2 separate regions of the Triticum aestivum genome follow, and region 1 is linked to region 2. The links are chromatin contacts, called in public Hi-C maps. All regions are on one chromosome and are shown on one strand. The core of a region is the stretch at or near the end of the contact, and the rest is flanking DNA. Distances in the headings are between cores, read along the strand shown. Region 1 holds the start of LOC123053156 (ACT domain-containing protein ACR6). Region 2 has its middle 17 kb from the start of LOC123053155.

Evidence for each region. Hi-C and Micro-C count contacts between places; a contact is called where the count stands out from the background.
Region 1: a Hi-C map of leaf shows a contact between it and region 2, with 3 times the contacts expected there. The contact joins the promoter of LOC123053156 here to the enhancer-like site in region 2. A contact is called at or near these places in 2 of 5 Hi-C or Micro-C datasets (both in leaf).

What each region holds. Positions count from the first base shown.
Region 1 is chr2D:360,597,441-360,602,325 of IWGSC CS RefSeq v2.1, reverse strand. It overlaps LOC123053156 (ACT domain-containing protein ACR6), which reads right to left and starts at 2,877. Exons shown (of 4, transcript XM_044476571.1): 1 at 2,582-2,877; 2 at 2,150-2,310; 3 at 1,974-2,041; 4 at 521-1,880. The coding sequence starts at 2,643. The coding sequence ends at 840.
Region 2 is chr2D:360,559,343-360,563,693 of IWGSC CS RefSeq v2.1, reverse strand. No RefSeq gene overlaps it. Among protein-coding and RNA genes, the nearest start is that of LOC123053155, 17 kb to the right of the region's middle. Within about 2 kb of position 2,818, at least 7 of the 8 cell types and tissues checked have an H3K27ac peak or open chromatin away from gene starts, as enhancers often do. A contact at or near this core is called in leaf, where this site is marked.

The sequences.
Region 1 (4,885 bases), core at 1,628-4,127, 39 kb before region 2:
TATTCGTTGACCGGCCAACTCTGAGGGTGGGTGAGCGCGTCTCCCTGCTACTTCGCCTCCACGCTGGAAGAGGAGGCGGCCCACCTTGAGCGCTATAAGGCGCATTGGATTGCAAAGGAGGGGACCAACGCCGAGCGGCACATGCGCCGGGAGCAGCAGCGCGAGGAGGAGCACGCCTCGCCGGCGACCCCCTGTATTCATCGACCTCACCGGCGGCGGCGACGACGACAAGGGCAACTGCAAAGCGGTCTACTGGGGCAGCGTGCAGGTGTTTATTAGAGTTTTTTTAATGTTTAGTTATATGTTTAAGTGGACTTTGGCTGGCGTTTGACCGGTCATTTATGTATAATTATGCTTAATTAAGTCAGTTCCGGTCACGTGCCTTCCGTTCGGCGCGTCTGCCGATCCAAATCAAAGCGAACAAAGCGCGCGTCCGTTTTGGTCGGCGCTTGGAGTTGCTCTAACAAATGCAAATGAACACCTTGCAAATTCTAAACACAGGACACACGATGCATGCACGTATTTACAAGTTTCCTTATTGATATATTTCTCCACAAGAATATATGTACAAGATGAGTATTTACAGAGATTCTAGTGGTGCAACACTATTCCAGTATATACCCAAGCTAAACTAGTTGCTATGATGCTATCCTTTCTGAGCTGACCTAACATTTCTTTCCAGAGCTAGTTTGTGCTACCCTGTCTACACAACCTATCTACACCAGACTAGCTTGATCATCACCATCATCTTCTCACCGGAAGGACTGGACCAATATGTACACTGAGATCTGTATCTGTGAACCCTACATATGATTTCTGTATGTATTACTAGTTCTATACTAGTAGAGCTTGATGAGGCCGAAGTTCTGGAACGGACGGTAGAACTTGAAGAGGTTCCCGAAGAGGAACGCCGTCGAGCCGGCGGCGACGTCGGAGCTGGAACCGCCGTCGTCGGCCAACGGGTTGTTCTTTACTCGCAGCGTGGCCTCGCCGATCTGCGCGCGGATGGCCTCGATCGTCTTGGCTTCCACTGGGTGGCCCTGCGGGTCCGACAGGTAGAAGGTGTCCACGGCCTCCCCGTCCTCGGACGATATCTCGGCGCGCCGTATCGTCAGCCCGTTCTCCCGGAAGATGCGGGTGACGTCGGAGAGCAGGCCAGCGCGGTCATCTGTGCGGACCTCCAGCTCCAGCCCGTCGGCGGTGCGGCGCTCCACGGCGGCCTCGAGGCACTGGACGACGCGCCGGCGCTCGGCCTCGGAGCTCACCGGGTGGCCGTCCACGTGCCTGATGTAGTACTCCTGGTAGGCGCCGCCGCCCGCCTCGGAGCTCACGGTGCCGTGGTGGACCACGTACTGCATGTCGGTGATGGTGCACACGGTGTCGAACAGCAGCTTGGGCCGGTCCCTGCACCGGACCACCACCACGGTGTACCCGCGCTCGGCGCAGTGCGTCACGGAGACCTCCGTCCGCGGGTCCGGCCGTCCGGCGGCGCCGTAGTCCCGGTCCTCGAACATCATCTGGTGCAGGCGGCGCTCCTTGTGCGTCAGGCTCGCCGCGGCCGCCGCTCGCACGACGTTCTGCCCGCGCAGCAGGTTGTCGAGGCGCCGGCTGATGTCGGCGATGCGGGCCTCGTCCTCGATGGCGCCGCCCGCGGCTTTGGCCGCGTCCGTGACCTGCACGACGGCCGCGACGCGCGTGTTGTGCGTCCAGAGCTCGGCGCTCCGGACCGCGCACTGCATGCCGGCGAGCACCGCGCACACCTCGGACAGCAGGCCCGGGCGGTCGGTGCCCGTGAGCTCGATCGACGTGTACTCCTCCGACGGCACGATGCCCACCGTGTTGCGCGCCTCCGGGTAGTAGCAGTCCTCGGCTTCCAACGTCTGCATACACACAACAAACTCAATCCTCAAAAACTCCTTCTCGCCACATAAAAAACTCCATCGTCCGGGCACCAAAAATTTTCAGTGAATTACCGTCTGGATGTAGGAGATGGTTGGCGTGTCAAGAACCTTGTTCCCGTCACGGTCAGTGACATTGAACACTGCGGACAACAAGGGGAAAACGAAGAACAGAAATTTGTTAGATTCCGCGGAAATTGGGCGGAGGGCTAGAAGAACTAGAAGTCTTGATGGCCGTCTGGCGCACTCACCGTCCATGAACCAGCTGCCGTCGGAGGAGAAGTAGGCCTTGCGGATGACGAGGTTGAGGTCGGCGATGACCTGGACGACGGCGAGGAGGGTGCCGTGGCTGTTGACGCTGTCCACCCGGATGACGGTTGCGTCGTCGGAGGCTTCGTTGTCGATCACAACCCTGCAACAGCACGTCCAATCCCCAAATCATGAGAACAGAGCAGAGCGAGGATGGGACGAGGAGCAGAGGATTCCCAATTTCGATACAACCAAGGACCGTCCTTTCGGAACAGAGATTTGAGGATCAAGGAAGGAAGAACACACCAACAAAAGGAAACCAGAACCAAAATTTGTGCAGGTCAAGAACTGCAAAAATCGAAATGGAGCCCAAGAAATCCCTAAAACGAAGCTAACTTTAGAAAAAGTAAAGGGCGGCTAATCGAGTTGCTCACCTCGGCGGGTTCATCCCCCGGACGAGCTTGGCGTACTCGTCGTGGTCGTCTGCGAGAGCCATGGCGGGCACACCCTCACTCGCATCAACAGCTTAGCTTCACTTTGCACGAAGCAGAGAGGCGGCAGGCAAGAGGAGACGTCGAAGCAGAGAGAGAGAGAGAGAGAGAGAGAGAGAGCGCTTATGAATTGTGTTGGGCTTGCCCGGACAGACAACCGAAAAGCTTCGTGTCCGGTGGCTTTTATGCGAGGCGGCGAGCACGGATGAACGGGTTGATGCCGATGAATTTTGTAGAGCCTATAATTGGTAGGGGATATATATGTCGGACGTGAAACGGAATTACGCAATCATAGGTAGGTAATTAACTGGTAGCTAGAAGATTCCAAATTGTTGATTCTTTTCTATACCCCTTGTTATTGGAACGTGTCTTTCTTGCCCATACTTGTCAATTTTTTACTTTTCTCTTTAGTAGCCGTCGCTTAGCATGACCTGGTGTGCATGATAAACATGTAAAACTTGGGAATGAAGATGAAAAGTTTAGGAAAAGAATTTTTGGCAACATAAACTGACATTCAAATTCCAAAGATATGTCTTATTTCAAATGAAAACGTCATGAGGAACGAAGGGAACTTAAGACTCCATCATCAGCTTCTAGTAAAACAAAAATGATTGTCCCTCATTCCCTCAAAAGAAGATTTGTTTGTCCCTTGACAATATTTTTTATTTATATTCGGCCTCAGACATACAAGCAAGGATCTCATATTTCTTTCATTTTTCAGTGACATGTTACTTTTTAGCTTTTAGCAAACTAGAGACATAACTCTTATCGACAAGACACCAACCGTCTCAACTTATTAAGTAGTTCCACGCATCAACAAGTTTTATTGATTACCTTGCGTTAGCCCGTTCACTTCAAAAGACAAGGGTAATAATAATTGTTGGCAACTTTTTTTGAAAGATAAAGCTTTATTAATTAGAAATAACGGTTATATCGTGTAAAACCGGTTGTGTGGAAGTAAGTTGCCAACAACACGGTTGGCAACTTACTTCCACACCCATCTTCCTATCTAGACTTCGCCAAGCCATGAAAATGGAAAATAAAGGAAGTGCATTTGATGCACTCTGGAGACAACCAAACATCTTATGATTTTTGGTCGCGTCCCATCTAGTTGTGAGTGGCAACTGAGATGAGGTTGTTGGCCCTCATCCTTTCACGGGGAATCCAAGAATATTCGTCGTCGATGGGTTAGAGGCCTATCATTTTGCGGGGCGGGGGGGGGGGGGGGTGTTCCATTAGTATGTTGGCTCTTTTCGTTGCTCGGGCACAAACTCTATTGCCGCATCTTATAGGCTCAAAAGAGCTTGGTTATTAATGTTTTTGAAGATATCCACGGCGAGTTGCCAACCGCCAACACCTCATTATAACAGAGTAGGATTTAGCGCACTCACGTAGCGGCCTTTCCCCCTTGTTCAATCTTGTGCGTTTTTTATGTCCCCTTGCCGAGTTTGTACATTGTATGGAATTGAGAACATGGAACATAATTTGTATTTACGTTGGTAAGTGTGGGCATCCAATTTCATGCATTCAACATGATGTAGGGTGGAACCCTAGATGGCCGATCTTTCATGAAAGGAGCGGATCCCTACGAAGAACGTGATGAACACGAGGGGAAACACGAGGGAAACACGAGGGGAACACGAGAGAAATCACTCAACCAACAAGAATAGATCACACATGCGCTAGATCGATGAACACAAAGGTAAGATACAAGATCCAAATCCAACAAAGGACGATACAAAGGTAACCGGTTCTTCTCCGTAAGGAGGTCTTGATGGGGGTCTTCTCCGTGCGGAGGTCTTGAATCCAAGGTGGATCTTCTCCGTAGAGGGGCCGCGGTCTCTCTCGTGGAGTAGATCCGTAATGGATGACCAAAGCTCTATCTCACATATGAGCTAATCCTTTGCTAACCCTAGAAAGATGGAGGAGAAAGAGTATATATAGTCTAGGGGGTCGAAGGGTACACGGGCCTCGGCCCTTACTGTGCGCAGACAGGGGTGGCCAGATGTCCGGGCGACGGGCCGGATGTCCGGGGCTTCAGGAGGGGCCGGATGTCCGGGCTGGGGGCCGGATGTCCGGGCTGGGGGTAAAACTTTTGGATGTCTTCTATCGTCGATGCCGGATTTCCGGGGGAAGGGCAGGATGTCCGGGCTTTGGCGAGGCGCCGGATGTCCGGGGCTGGCGCCAGATGTCCGGCCGCTGATGCTGTTGGCCGTGTGTTGGTGCAGCTCCTTGGCGGCTGCACAG
Region 2 (4,351 bases), core at 1,569-4,068:
CTGTGTGCATAGCACGGTGGTAAAACCAGTCTCGCGTAAGCGTACGTGTAATGTCGGTCCGGGCCGCTTCATCCAACAATACCGCCGAACCAAAGTATGACATGCTGGTAAGCAGTATGACTTATATCGCCCACAACTCACTTGTGTTCTACTCGTGCATATAACATCTACGCATAAAACCAGGCTCGGATGCCACTGTTGGGGAACGTAGTAATTTTAAAAAATTCCTACGCACACACAGGATCATGGTGATGCATAGCAACGAGAGGGGAGAGTGTTGTCCACGTACCCTCGTAGACCGAAAGCGGAAGCGTTAGCACAACGCGGTTGATGTAGTCGTACGTCTTCACGATCCGACCGATCAAGTACCGAACGCACGGCACCTCCGAGTTCAGCACACGTTCAGCCCGATGACGTCCCTCGAACTCCGATCCAGCCGAGTGTTGAGGGAGAGTTTCGTCAGCACGACGGCGTGGTGACGATGATGATGTTCTACCGATGCAGGGCTTCGCCTAAGCACCGCTACAGTATTATCGAGGTGGATTATGGTGGAGGGGGGCACCGCACACGGCTAAGAGATCAAGAGATCAATTGTTGTGTCTCCAAGGGGTGCCCCCCTCCCCGTATATAAAGGAGTGGAGGAGGGGGAGGGCCGGCCCTCTCTATGGCGCGCCCTAGGAGGAGTCCTACTACCACCGGGAGTAGGATTCCCCCCTTCCAAGTAGTAGGAGTAGGAGTCAAGGAAAGGGGAGAGAGAAGAGAAGGAAGGAGAGGGCGCAGCCCCTCCCCCTAGTCCAATTCAGACTAGGCCTTGGGGGGTGCGCAGCCTCTCCTCTCTCTTTCCCCTAAAGCCCAATAAGGCCCATATACTCCCCGGCGAATTCTCGTAACTCTCCGGTACTCCGAAAAATACCCGAATCACTCGGAACCTTTCCAATGTCCGAATATAGTCGTCCAATATATCGATCTTTACGTCTCAACCATTTCGAGACTCCTCGTCATGTCCCCGATCTCATCCGGGACTCCGAACTACCTTCGGTACATCAAAACACATAAACTCATAATATAACCGTCATCGAACTTTAAGCGCGCGGACCCTACGGGTTCGAGAACAATGTACACATGACCGAGACACGTCTCCGGTCAATAACCAATAGCGGAACATGGATGCTCATATTGGCTCCCACATATTCTGCGAAGATCTTTAACGGTCAGACCGCATAACAACATACGTTGTTCCCTTTGTCATCGGTATGTTACTTGCCCGAGATTCGATTATCAGTATCTCAATACCTAGTTCAATCTCGTTATCGGCAAGTCTCTTTACTCGTTCCGTAATACATCATCCCGCAACTAACTCATTAGTTGCAATGCTTGCAAGGCTTATAGTGATGTGCATTACCGAGTGGGCCCAGAGATACCTCTCCGACAATCGGAGTGACAAATCCTAATCTCGAAATATGCCAACCCAACAAGTACCTTCGGAGACACCTGTAGAGCACCTTTATAATCACCCAGTTACGTTGTGACGTTTGGTAGCACACATAGTGTTCCTCTGGTAAACGGGAGTTGCATAATCTCATAGTCATAGAACATGTATAAGTCATGAAGAAAGCAATAGCAGAATAGTAAACGATCGTGTGCTAAGCTAACGAAATGGGTCAAGTCAATCACATCATTTGTGATCCCGTTAATCAAATGACAACTCACGTCTATGGCTAGGAAACATAACCATCTTTGATCAACGAGCTAGTCAAGTAGAGGCATACTAGTGACACTATGTTTGTCTATGTATTCACACATGTATTATGTTTCTGGTTAATACAATTCTAGCATGAATAATAAACATTTATCATGATATAATGAAATAAATAATAACTTTATTATTACCTCTAGGACATATTTCCTTCAATTTGAACGGTGGAGGGCGCCGACTGGCCGCACAGACCACGCTCCTAGACACAACCGCTGACAGGCGCGGCCCACCCACAAAAGGGCCCACAAGTCAGCGTGAACCGGTCGAAACCGCGGAGTAAGCAGGACCGCGAGGGAATGGTAACTATTCGTTGCTACAGTTTCGTGGCTTTGATCCGACGGCCCAGCCCCTCCCACCGCGAGATCCAACGGTCGAAAACGCATCACGCAGTTCGATCTGGCGGCCGAGAGTCGCTAATCGCTGTGAGAGTTCTGTTCCCCCTAGGTTATTGTTTCTTGATGCGTTAATAGGCTACTGATACTACTACCTACCAGATTGTTTCGTCGGGTCTGACGTGGCGACGGGGCCTGGTGCGGCCGATAAAAAGCTGGGGTTTTGGCGCGCGCATCAGCCAGCACGCCCGACAGTAGTTGAGCCGCTTGACACTTTTGACAGAGACAGGGTTGCACACTTGCACTTGGATTAGTATTTTCTCTTGGTAGGAGCATCACTGACTCAAGCATCTGCACTGTGAGGCTACAAATACGTCAGCGGCCATGCGGAAGCGCAAGAAGAAGGGAGGCGTGCGAAACCGTTATCTTCTCGTCTTGTCCCTCTATCCATTAGCTAGGCCGCCGGGGATGAGATTGGATAACAAGAGGCCGGCTCTGGCTTTGCAGCGCTCCACGTCACCCGAATACGAACCCCCAACTAACAAACTACTAGTAGCAGTGTACGTAGGCTGTACGCACGCCGTATCCTCTTGGACGTTCTCTCTGGCGAGATCGAGGAGATCTTAGCAGCCGATCCTTTTCCTCGGAGGAACGTGCTCGTGCTGCACGGCGCATCAGGGCCGACCACGACGTGAGGGCTAGCCAGGCCCGGCACACCGTGGCGCCTACCTGTGGCCGGACAGCGACACGACGGTGCCGAGAGAGTCCACGTCGCCGCCACATGGATAGAATAGCCAGGCAGCTAGGCTGGGCCGCGGCCGGCGAGCGGCGCCTTGATCCCGTTATCCGTGACACGATCACGAGGCTAGCTGCAAAAGAAATCTACGCTGGATTGGATAAGCGCGCACGTACCAGAGTGGAGAGAATAATAATGAAATGGTTTCCGGTGGATTGGATTCGTGCGTCCCACGAGTTGCTCGTGTGATGCTCCTTCCTTCCTTTCGGTGCCATCTGCTTTGCCCCGGGGAAGCGACTGCTACTTTTCTTTCTGCTGGTGCGGCCCCCGTCACTGGGCTGTTCCGGTGAGCGGTCGAGTCCAGCTTTGCACTCCGAGTAAGTAACCTGACGTCTGCATGTGGCTGCTTGCCCACCCGTGTCGACCTGCCGGAGATACTCTCCTCTGAAGTCTGGGCACGCACGCTAAAGCCAACTCCACCGCATGACCCAAACGGATGTTCGTTTTGTCCGGATTCTGTCCGTTCGGGTAGGGTAATGGGATCGTGTCCGGGCCTGTTCTGGGATGCGGTGGCCGTGCGCCCAGTGCGCGGACGCTTCCCGGCCGCATCCTGTCCGCGTACATTTTTTTTTCAAGTCCTTAACTTCTTTTCATCATTCATTTTCGGTACATGAAAAATACATCATTACATTTTAACTAGTAAAGCAAGGCCAAACAAAACAAGAACAATAAGAATACATTTTAGAAGATACCCAACTTCCATAACTGCTCCCTTGAGTTGGGCTAGGGCCTTCTCGCTGCACTCATTGGTGATCTGTGGAGGAGGCTCGATCTGGCATCCTCCTTTCTTCTTCAAGCCAGAAGTCGATGTTGCTTCCTCACACCTAGTCTCGTGTCTAGCCTCTAATCTAGCAACAAGTGCACTTGTCTCATCTACAGCCTCTATGCTAGCTAAAAGTGCACGAACATGTACTAAATTTTGCTCTATCAATATATCGATGTACTCTTCTTCCCAATACCAAAACTTGCATCCATGCTACACAATAAAATTTGTAGTTAGCACAACTAGTCAAAACTAGAGCACAAACCGAAGCTAAAAAGAGCACATACCCCATCGTTTAAGCACTTGATGAACACCCATCCGGTATGTTCCGGCGTTGTAGACACGCGGCGCACGACCATCCTTGGGCAGTGGTCGCACTTAATGAGTGGCAACGGTGCGCCGGCGAGCTTTTGGGCGAGCACCGAGCCCGGCCGACCGCCATTCGTGTATCTGCCGGCGGACCACCGACGGTGCAGATCCGAGCGGCTAGAGGAGGAGGCACTGGCTGCATGTGGCTTTGCGGCCCTGCCAGGGCCTTCCGGCGAGGTGCCCGGCCAGTCCATGGCGCGGCCCGGCCTCCCACAGCCGGGCGAGCTCAAGACCGACCGGATCCGCCCCAAATCCGGCCGGCGGGTGCGCAAACCAGGTGGTCGTGGTTGGGTAGCTCGGCAGCACCGAGGGGAAGGGGTTGGGCGAGCGCGCGT